Regions from separate parts of the Mus musculus genome. Here region 2 is linked to region 1. Evidence: chromatin contacts called from public HiChIP or PLAC-seq data. All regions are on one chromosome and are shown on one strand. The core of a region is the stretch at or near the end of the contact, and the rest is flanking DNA. Distances in the headings are between cores, read along the strand shown.

The links. HiChIP or PLAC-seq counts read pairs in DNA pulled down with a chosen protein or histone mark.
Region 2: a contact with region 1 is called in an H3K4me3 HiChIP or PLAC-seq map of the SCID.adh cell line, with 4 times the contacts expected there. The contact joins the promoter of Rpl39 here to the enhancer-like site in region 1. A contact is called at or near these places in 2 of 39 promoter capture datasets (the C10 cell line and hippocampal neurons), 19 of 484 Hi-C or Micro-C datasets (the AML12 cell line, the C2C12 cell line, LSK cells and 12 more), 11 of 115 datasets of contacts at active chromatin or transcription factors (DN3 thymocytes, the SCID.adh cell line, astrocytes and 6 more) and 2 of 9 other capture datasets (adipose tissue and liver).

The regions. Positions count from the first base shown.
Region 1 is chrX:36,841,755-36,846,704 of GRCm38.p6, reverse strand. It overlaps a transcript of C330007P06Rik not described here. Among named protein-coding and RNA genes, the nearest start is that of C330007P06Rik, 20 kb to the left of the region's middle. Within about 2 kb of position 3,169, at least 41 of the 459 cell types and tissues checked have an H3K27ac peak or open chromatin away from gene starts, as enhancers often do. A contact at or near this core is called in the SCID.adh cell line, microglia and pro-B cells, where this site is marked.
Region 2 is chrX:37,082,309-37,087,405 of GRCm38.p6, reverse strand. Rpl39 (ribosomal protein L39) reads left to right here and starts at 2,184. Exons shown (of 3, transcript NM_026055.2): 1 at 2,184-2,281; 2 at 3,318-3,421; 3 at 4,657-4,888. The coding sequence starts at 2,279. The coding sequence ends at 4,705. Snora69 (small nucleolar RNA, H/ACA box 69) reads left to right here and starts at 4,373; the gene lies at 4,373-4,494.

The sequences.
Region 1 (4,950 bases), core at 1,920-4,419:
TAGTGGGCATTGAATCTTGGGTCCTCCACATGCTATCTAAGTACTCTATCACTGAAATGTGTCCTTGGGGCTTAAATTTTGAGACAGGGTCTTGCTAGATTTTCCAGGCTAGCCTTGGGCCAACTCTGTAGCCCAGGCAGACCCTGCTTTTTTATTTATTTATTTATTTATTTATTTATTTATTTATTTATTTGCCTAACAAGGATTGCAGACTCCCCTTACCGGGCCTGCCTACTTGTAATTTTTCCAGGAGGTTCCATTCTGTGTTCCTTGGCTGTTGTACTGTTTCACAATCTTTTACAATCACAAACTGTATGCAAAGGGTCAAATTTCTCTATGCCCTTATTGAAATTTCATTGTATTTTACTGCATTTCTTTGATGATGGGTGATGTCAACTGTCTTTTCATATGGCCTTTCATATACCTTTAGAGAACTGTTTATTTATCCAAGACCGGGGTGGGGGGGTTGGTTTTGTTTTGGATTGGTTTGGTTTTTTGAGACGGTTTCTCTGTGTAGCCCTGGCTGTCCTGGAACTCACTCTAGACCGGGCTGGCCTCGAACTCAGAAATCCGCCTGCCTCTGCCTCCCGAGTGCTGGAATTAAAGGCGTGCGCCACCACTGCCCAGCTGTTTGTTTGCTTTTTACTACATATATTTATATGTTAAAATTTCATCTGTGTATCTCCTATAAAGTCTGTATTTAACTCTTCTACCCATTTATAAACCTCCTTTTTGGAGGTAGTAGCTTTTTTAAAAAAATGATTATTAAGAGATCTTTGTATCGTCTGCCTCTAAGTCCATATAGACGTATGATGTACAATCTCTCCTGGTCTGGTTTGTGTTTTCATTTTTTTTTTTACAAATGATTTCTCTTTACCCTTATTTGTGTGTATGTGTGCATGTGTGGCTACTTGCATGGGGGTGCCTGTGGAAGCCAAAAGAGGGCATTGGAACCCTGGAACTAGGGTTTCAGATGATTGTGAGCCTCGTCTGTATAGGTGCTGGCAACTGAACATGGGTCCTCAGCAAGAGCAAGTGAGCCACTGCTCACTTGCCACTGAGCCATCTCCCCAGCATCTGTAGTGCCTCTCTTCACTCATTTATAAATACCCTCTGTACTCCAAGAAGTTTTCTTTTGACATTTACACTTGTAGTCTGTTTTGAAGTAGTTCCTGTATTATACATAAATTTTGGGTCAGTTTACTTTTAACACACAGATGTCTAGTTGTTTTGATACCTAATTAGTGACAAGACTATTTTTCCTTCATCTATTCTTGTATAGCTTTGTCAAAAATCAGTTCATGTCTGGGTGTGGTGGCACATACCTTGAATTTCAGCACTCAGAAAAGCAAGGGCACTTTGTATCCCTGGGAGTCAGAGGCCAGCCTGGTTACATAGCAAGTTGTAGGCCAACCAGGGGCTATATAAACAAGACTGTATCTCAAAAAAAAAAAAGCAGAGTCAGCTTATTGTACATCCATTGTCATTTTACCCACACAGAACTTTTCCTTTTTCCTTTTTAATCATGAGTCTCAATTGACACAGTACACTCTGCCATTGAGCATTACCCTCCAGCTCTTTGTTAGTTTTGTCTGTTTAGTTTTGTTAAGTTTCCCAGGCTGGCTATGAACTTAGGGGCTCATGTGATCCTCCTGCCTCAGCTTTCCAAGTAACCATAACCCTAAGCATGTGCCACTCTGCCTGGCTATATAGAATGCCTTGATTTGGTGATTGTAACTTTATGGTTAGTTTTACTGCTGGGTCATGATTCTTCCAACCTTGTTTTGTTTTGGAGTTATTTGACTATTCTGAATTTTTGTCTTTTCCAATATTTTAAAATCAGCTTGTTGATAGGTTCAGTATTCTTTCTAGGATTTGAGGGATTTTGTAAAATCTAAAGATCATTTTAGTGTTTTTCAACTCTACTTTGGCTCGCAAGAGCTTCACGGAAGGACGTCCTCCAGGTAAGAGCGCCTTTCTCTTTGGACTTGCAGGAGCCACAGAGAAGCAGCTGGCAGGATGCAAATGAAACAGTGTTCTAGGCAAGAGGGCAAAAGAGACCTCTTGGGTTTGGAGGGGCTCAAGAAAAAGGTAGACTAGCTTGGTAGGATGACACAGATAAAAAGAGATTTCTAAAGAGCTAACCTAGCTTCTTTATTGTAGAATCAGTCTTGAAAATAAGATATCTTAGCCAGGGGTGGTGGCGAACGCCTTTGATCCCAGCACTTGGGAGACAGAGGCAGGCGGATTTCTGAGTTCGAGGCCAGCCTGGTCTACAAAGTGAGTTCCAGGACAGCCAGGGCTATACAGAGAAACCCTGTCTTGAAAAACATACATACATACATACATACATACATACATACATACATACATAAATAGAGAAAGAAAATGAGATATTTTGCATATAGTTAAGAGAATAAAGTTACCTTGCTGAGTTAGCAGATTTGACCTAAAAAAATCATTTTAAGGAGAATTGACATTTATTTAGGTATTTTAGGTATTTAGTTCTTTTCATTAGTGTTTTATAATTTTTCATGTACAGATCCTGTAGATAATTTAAAATGTATACTTGGCTACTAAATTTTTTTCTGGTGCTGTTATAAATGTAACCTTTTTTCTCTTTTGTAAAATTAAGTTTTTTCTAATTTTCTAAGTTTATGTGTGTGTGTGTGTACACACAGAGACATATGTGAAAGTGTTTTGCTTGCAAATATGCATATGCACCACATGCATGCCTGGTGCCCAAGGAGGCTAGAAGAGGGTGTTGGGTCCCCAGATAGCTGTGAGCCATCATAAGGGTGCTGGGAATGGAACCAAGGTCCTCTGCAGGAGCAGCATGTGATCCTTGCCAATGAGCCACCCCTCCAGCCCAATTCTGTTTCTGTTTTCGTTTTTTAAATCATGGAGCCCTGGCTGACGTCCAAGTCATTGGCTAGCCAGGGAGAGACCTTGAAAGCCCTGCTCTGCCTGTCACCACCTCCAAGGGTTGGGATTACAGGCTTGCACCATCACACCTGGCTTTTTGTTTGTGTTTCTTAAAAAAGTCTCCATAATTTGTTTTTGTAGAGATTCCCCATTTCTTTTCCGTTGCCCTGCTCCTCCTGTGCCACCCCACTCCCAGCTGTCCCTTTTGCTTTTATGTCACATGTATTCTGTTACACTGCCCACTTCCTCAAAACCTTTTCCCCTCCAACGGTCCCTTTTCTAGTTTCATGACCTATACCCATATATATCAAAGGTAGGTTCCACATATGAAAGAGAATATGTGGTATTTGTCTTTTCTGTTTTTCTGAATCTGGACTATGTCACAGCATGCATCCTACAAACTCTCAATTTAGAATCAGTCATACAGTCTGCCTTCTGTGATCTTATATCCTGAGAGTTGAATGGCTATATCTTGTAAATGAATGGAGGCTGAGGCCATGAATGTATGGCTCTTGTGTCAGATAAGATCACACCACAGACAGTCAGGTGTTCAGCTCAATCAGATTAAATTAGGGCCCTTTACTTCCAATCTTCTGATTTTTTCCCTGCACGCAACCCCTCTGGCAGATGACTTCCATCTCCAAAGCACTAAGAGAGTAAAGGAATATACTCAGATGCTTCTGTCCTCCTGGCTTTGCAGTCTTCAGGGGGAAAGATGCCTGTCTGTCTTCTCGTTTAAGACTAGTCCACTACCTTTCAGTCATTGAGCTCTTGGTGTGTGTGCTGTGTGCTGTTGGAGCAGAGGACATAGTGGTGAAGAAAGTCCCATTTTAAAAGCAAAGTGACAGGAACTCCCAACCATGAAAATGTGAGTTTAAGGGCTTGCCAAACTGGCCAATTTTTGTTCAATTCCCGGGACCCCTGTTGGGTAGAGGGTACTGAAAACTGTCCTCTGACCTCCACATGTGTGACCTCCACAGTTGTGTAAACACACACATGAATAATAATTTTCTTGAAAGAAATAAAGAAAAATTTAGGGGGGCTGGTGAGATGGCTCAGCGATTATGAGCACTGACTGCTTTTCCAAAGGTCAGTGGCTCACAACCATCTGTAATGAGATCTGACGCCCTCTTCTGGTGTGTCTGAAGACAGCTACAGTGTATTTACATATAATAAAGAAAGAAAGAGAGAGAGAGAGAAGAAAAATGTAGTTAAAATAATGTGATAGGAAGCTGGTCCGATGACTTAGTAAGCAGAGTACTTAACATTCAAGTGGGTTCATATCCTCAGAAGTCATGTAAAAGCCTGATGCAGTAGCAGCGTATCTATGATGAGATGGGAGGCAGACAGGACAATCCCAGGAAGCTTGAGGCTAGCCAGTCTGGCTTATGCATCAGCGAACAAGAAACCCTGTGTCAGGGCGGAAGACCAGGATCAACAGGCAAAGCTGTCCCCTGAGCTCCATGTGTACTTGCCTGCACTCACACATACACACATAAGATTTTGAACAAAGCTGGGCGTAGTGGCACACACCTTTAATCCCAGTACTTGGGAGGCAGAGGCAGGTGGGTTTCTGAGTTCAAGGCCAGCCTGGTCTACAGAGTGAGTTCCAGGACAGCCAGGGCTACACAGAGAAACCCTGTCTCGAAAAACAAACAAACAAACAAAAAAAGATTTTGAACAAATAGTGTGATGGCATAATAGAGAACTCTGGGCCATAGAGAGGTGGGCTCAGAGAAGGGGCTGTTCTGAGCCATGTGGTATCCGAAAAGGCTGAATGGTCCAACATATAAAGGTCAAGGGGAAGTGTTCAGCTGATGGCATCGCAAAGTACAGAAGGGAAGAAGCTTGCATTGCAGAAGCCAAACGGACAGCAAGTGTGACCGAGTAAGTGCTGGAACAGGAAGTGAGGTTAAAGGCATGAGCAGAAGCCAGGCTGCAGAAGGCCCTCTAGACTGGAATGAGGATGCACTAGGAAGCTGTTAGAAAGTCTAAAGCCAAGGTGTCACACCATACGATTTATGC
Region 2 (5,097 bases), core at 935-3,434, 240 kb before region 1:
TGTATGTATGTATGTATGTATGTATGGTATGTATGTACACAGAGTCTCATTCTGTAGTCTTGGCTGTTTGAATAACAGGATTTCCTGCTTCAGCCTCTGGAATTTCTGAGTTCAACAGCCTTGGCTTTCCTGGAACTTACTCTGTAGACCAGGCTGGCCTTGAACTCAGAAATCTGCCTGCCTCTGCCTCCCAAATGCTGGGATTAAAGGCATGCGCCACCACTGCCCAGCTAGAAGCACATTAAAAAAAATAAAGGCTTAGAATCTAAACTGGGAATGGTGGTGTAGGGCCATCATCATAGTAATCAGGATGGCCATGGGTCTGATCCTTTACTGAGCACTGATCCTACGGCGGCACTGGGCACCACTCATACAGCACTGGCCACCACAGGAGCTCTCAGGTTGCTTGTAGCCATGAGGAACTAGCTGCTCTGCTGGGAGAAGTGAAGCTATGGAAATCAGGAGAAAGTCCAGAGCTGAGTGCAGTGTGTGTTAGGTATCTGTGAGGAAGGGAAGAAGAGGCAGGCTGCTTGGGGACTCACGTGGTCCTCAGCCTTTCACATCACAATCTCATCCCCTCCCCCGGAACGACATACACAAGGTAGTTCTGAGAATAAGTTGGCACTGATAAAAGGAATCTTTAACTTTTTATGATATCCACAGGTATTATCTTTAGTTTTCAGCTTCTTGTTGTTCTATGATGTGCTCTTTCTATAGTTTACCTTTTAGAAGTAAGGTCTCAATATATAACCTAGGCTAGCTCACAATTTATGATCTTCTGGCGTCTGCCTCATAGGGACCTCATAGGGGTACACAACTATACCTGACTTTCTGTTTTATTTACACAGCAGTTGAGCAGATGTCAAAGAGAAGTAGTTCTTACCTTCCACCTTTTTGAGACAGGGTTTGCCTTGTTTCTGTTGCTGTGTTAAATACTCCAGGCTAGCTGGCCCTCAATCTTCCAGGACTTTCTCTCCTGTCTCCACCTTCTATTGTGCGGTAGGAATCTTAGGGTTGCAGATACATAGGAGTACTTATTTATTTATTTATTTATTTAGCGACAGGGTCTATATGTAGTAATCCTGACTGGCTGGAAGCTCAGTATATAGACTAGGCTGGCCTTGAGCTCAGAGATATTGATCCTTCTGCTTCAAGTGCTAAGATTAAAAGTGTAGGCCACCACGCCCTGTATCTTCACTTTTTGGGACTTGAACTATAAGTTGGCAGGATTGCGTAACTGGTGCTTTTATCTACTAACGATTCCCCTGGCCCTGGTATATGGGATTTTTACCCCACCGGAGACAGAGTTTCTCTGTGTATCTTTGGCTGTCCTGGAACTCGTGTGAGTAAACCAGGATGGTCTCAAACTCAGAGGTCTGTCTGCCTCCCAAGTGCTGGGATTAAAGGCGTGCACCACCACTTTCCGGCGCCTTTTTTTTTTCTTAAGATTTACATATTTATTTTATTTATATGAGCACACTGTAGTTATTCACTACAGATGGTTGTGAACCACCATGTGGTTGCTGGGAACTGAACTCAGGACCTCGGGAAGAGCAGATGGTGCTCGTAACCGCTGAGCCATCTCTCTAGCTCCGCCTCCCTTTTAATCAAGTATTTTTAGGTACTATTGATAATGGGTCCGTGTGTGTTTACATGGGGACGTGTACCTGTAAATCATAAGTGTAGGTGCCCCTGGAAGTCAGAGACATGTTACCCCCTAGAGCTGGAGGGTTGTAAGCTGCCTGATATGGGTGCTGTGAATGGAACTTGGATTCTCTATAATAGTGAAGTTAGTCATTAAAAGATGTCTGCAGCCCCATCTTCCTCCCTTCCAGGGTGCATCGCCAACCCTAAGCCCCGCCCCTCTCGCAGAAGCGGGGGGAGTTGCAGCTCTGGAAGTGATGTAGGCCTTTTCCCGCCCTCCTCAGAGTTGGTCCCGCCTACTCCGTTTCCAGGTGTTTGCTAAGGGTTTACTTGGTTACTTCTCAAAGGCCACCTACCATGGCCACCAAGGCTGTGGCCCTCAGCACAATGATGATCACCTGCAGGAACAGGCATGGACGCGGAGGCCTCGGAATTACGTTCTCTATAAACCGGTTTGGGTTCCCACGGCCCCATGGGAGCGCAGGGGTGGAGCTAGGGAGGACGCTGCGAGTCATCCATCCCCCCCTAAGCTCCGCCTCTAGCGACTTCTTCTAATCGCGTTCTTCCGGTCCCGGCCTTTCTCTTCTCCATTCCTCCGCCATCGTGCGCGCTATTCTTGATTCGGCTTCTCGCCATGGTAAGACTATCGGCCGCCATCCGTCCCTCAGCGGCTTTCCTGAGGCCACAGACCGCTGTGCCTTTGTGGCAGACATGCGCAGCATTGAGGGCTGGGTGTATTTTTCAGGGTTTTAGTGTTCGTTTTTGGAGCTGGGACACCTATCGGCCTGTGGGCGCGGCATGAAATTATCAAGTCCATTTACCCTTGCAGGATGAGAACGCTCTTCCTGCAGCCTGGCAAGGGGTGCAAAGTATTCTTGTTTCATATAGCCTGGGGCTGACGGTGATCTTCATGATGGGGGGGGGGCAGAACGAGAGGCTTGGGACCACTCTTAGATTGTCCCTGATCGAAGAGCATGAATCGCCATTTGCACAGCGAGATGTCCACAGTAAGGGTTAACAGAACTTTGAGATCCCTTCAGAAGTTAGCGCGTCACTCCTTGGAGGCGTCTGCTAACAGCGCATCAGTCATTGCCTACTGGCAAGATTATGCTTATGGGCGTCTAGGTACAAAGTGGGTTTAGTATCTGAATTTGTTAAATAAAACCTCCAACTGGTCTAGGGGGACGAGTGCGCTTGGCCTTCGTTGCATTTTTTTATGTAATGGTGTTTGCCTACGGAGTGTCTAGGGCTCCGTAATCTTAGGTTAGCCAGCAATGTCACTTGGAGGTAGATAAGACTTACAGAGTACAGTACCTAGTGTCATTGACTTAAAACTGGCCAGGGTTTGCCTAACCTCAAGCCATCCTTGTTCCAGTAAGTCCGTTTCCTCTCCTACTCCAGCTATTCCGTGTTTCATCGCTGGAGCCCAGCAGACAGCCAGTTTATAGGTCAGACAGGACCTGGGCTTAGAAACTTGGTGCTGATTATGAGCCATGTTTAAGCCATTAACTCTTCCTCCAGAGAAGTGATGAGGATAAAGGACTTGGTGGTTCGAGGTCGGGGAGCTTTTCCTGGGTGTATGTTCTGCAGGCCTGATGTTAGTTTGTTGGAATTTGTGACTGAATCAAGAGACTAGGCTGTGGTGTCACTAAGCTGGTTGCATCTCCTCGTAGTCTTCTCACAAGACTTTCCGAATCAAGCGATTCCTGGCCAAGAAACAAAAGCAAAATCGCCCTATTCCTCAGTGGATCCGGATGAAAACTGGTAACAAAATCAGGTAAGCCTTCTCTTGTCCGGCTTGGAAATCGTTATGTTTTAAGTAACTTTGGGCATGGAGATACACAGTTGCAAAGTACGGTCCACCCCAGTCAATTAGTGTGCTGGGGACTCCCTTTTGAAATGTTTTTCCTTTTGTTTGGGTTGGGAGCACGGGGTTGAGAACTGGGAGGAAACACTTCTCCATTCATCAAATGGGTCTTGGGGCTCTAGCTCAGGTCATGAGGCTCCTTGGTAGTGACTAGCTTACTTAGCCCCCGAAATCCCTCCACAAACCTTTTATAAATGCTTCCTAATTTCCCTAGGAAGGCTTCAAGGGATTTGACTATTCTGGCAGGAGTGTTCTTTCCTGCAACCAGAGTTGAGCTCAGGACCAGCTGGGTCTTTGAGAGAGGTGGAAGGGATCGAACCCAGGGTCTCCCCCAGGCAAGGGAAGCGCCTTTCTGAGTTCTTTCTGTGGTGTGGGGGATGCAGGCCCACATGTGGTCAGAGGACAGTTGGTGGGAATTGGTTTTTCCCAACATGCTGGGATTAAAGATAAGCATTGCCCAGTTTTGGGATTAGTAAAAATCTGGGTGTGGCTCTGCTGGGGCAAAAAGTGAGCCTCCTTGTTCTTAATTTAGCCACTTAAGCTTGATATCAACAACCCACTCTAGCCTTACATTCGAGTTAATTACTATCTTCTGTCTTCTGGTATGGTACATGTATTTAGAGACTTTACTTGCAGTCAGGACTAGACTTTCAAACTTTGGTTCCCCCCCACCCCCATAGAGTGCTAAGGAAAGCTTTGAAGCACTAGGCAGCGGACCTTAGATGCTTTACCGGGTAGTCTTTTGCTTTTTGAAACAGTCTTGTTTAGCCCAGGCTGGCTAATCTGCTCCAACCTTCCAAGTAAGTGCTGAGGTTACAGGTGTGTGCCACCTTTATAGGTAACTTTGAAAGAAAAGCAGGTAGCAATTACAGTGCTTCATTTTGTGGGAGTACTGCCATTATCCTGCTGAAAGAAAAGCCATGTTGGTTGTTTCTGATTTTTGCTTTTGGGGTAAAAATCGTGACACCTTGACATGAACAGTTCAGAGACTGGTTAGCTTAGCTCTGCTACTTACTGTAAGTCCTTTTATGCTCTAGCAAGCGCTTTAAATAAATTCTCTTGTTCCTCTGAAAGTCTGACTCTGCTAGAGGAGCAGGTTTGTTGTGACCAACCCACCTTGTAACTGGTGGCTTCTCTTTGTACAGGTACAACTCTAAGAGAAGACACTGGAGGAGAACGAAGCTGGGTCTGTAAGGATTCACACAATGGCAAGACTGAGGATTTATACTGAATTGTCATCAATCAGTCCTACCAGATGGATTTCAACATTTAAACCTGGAGACTCTTCGTGTCTTGAATTAGGATGTTTGTCCAGTAATAAAATATAGAACCTTTCAAAATGCTTTTCTGGTTTATAAAGTACTGAATTGCCCTTATAAGACCCGATAAGGCTTCTTCTGTGGGGTAAAATATTGTTTCCTAGGAGCTAGAGATTACTCAGCAGATAAGGGTACTTGGTATTCTTGCAGAAGTCCTGGTTTTTGGATCCTAATACTCATAGTTTTTGTTTTAAACCTTAAGATTGAGTCCACATGTTTAAGCCACAGTGTTAGTGTAGAGGTCAGGACAACTGGAGTCCTCTGTTT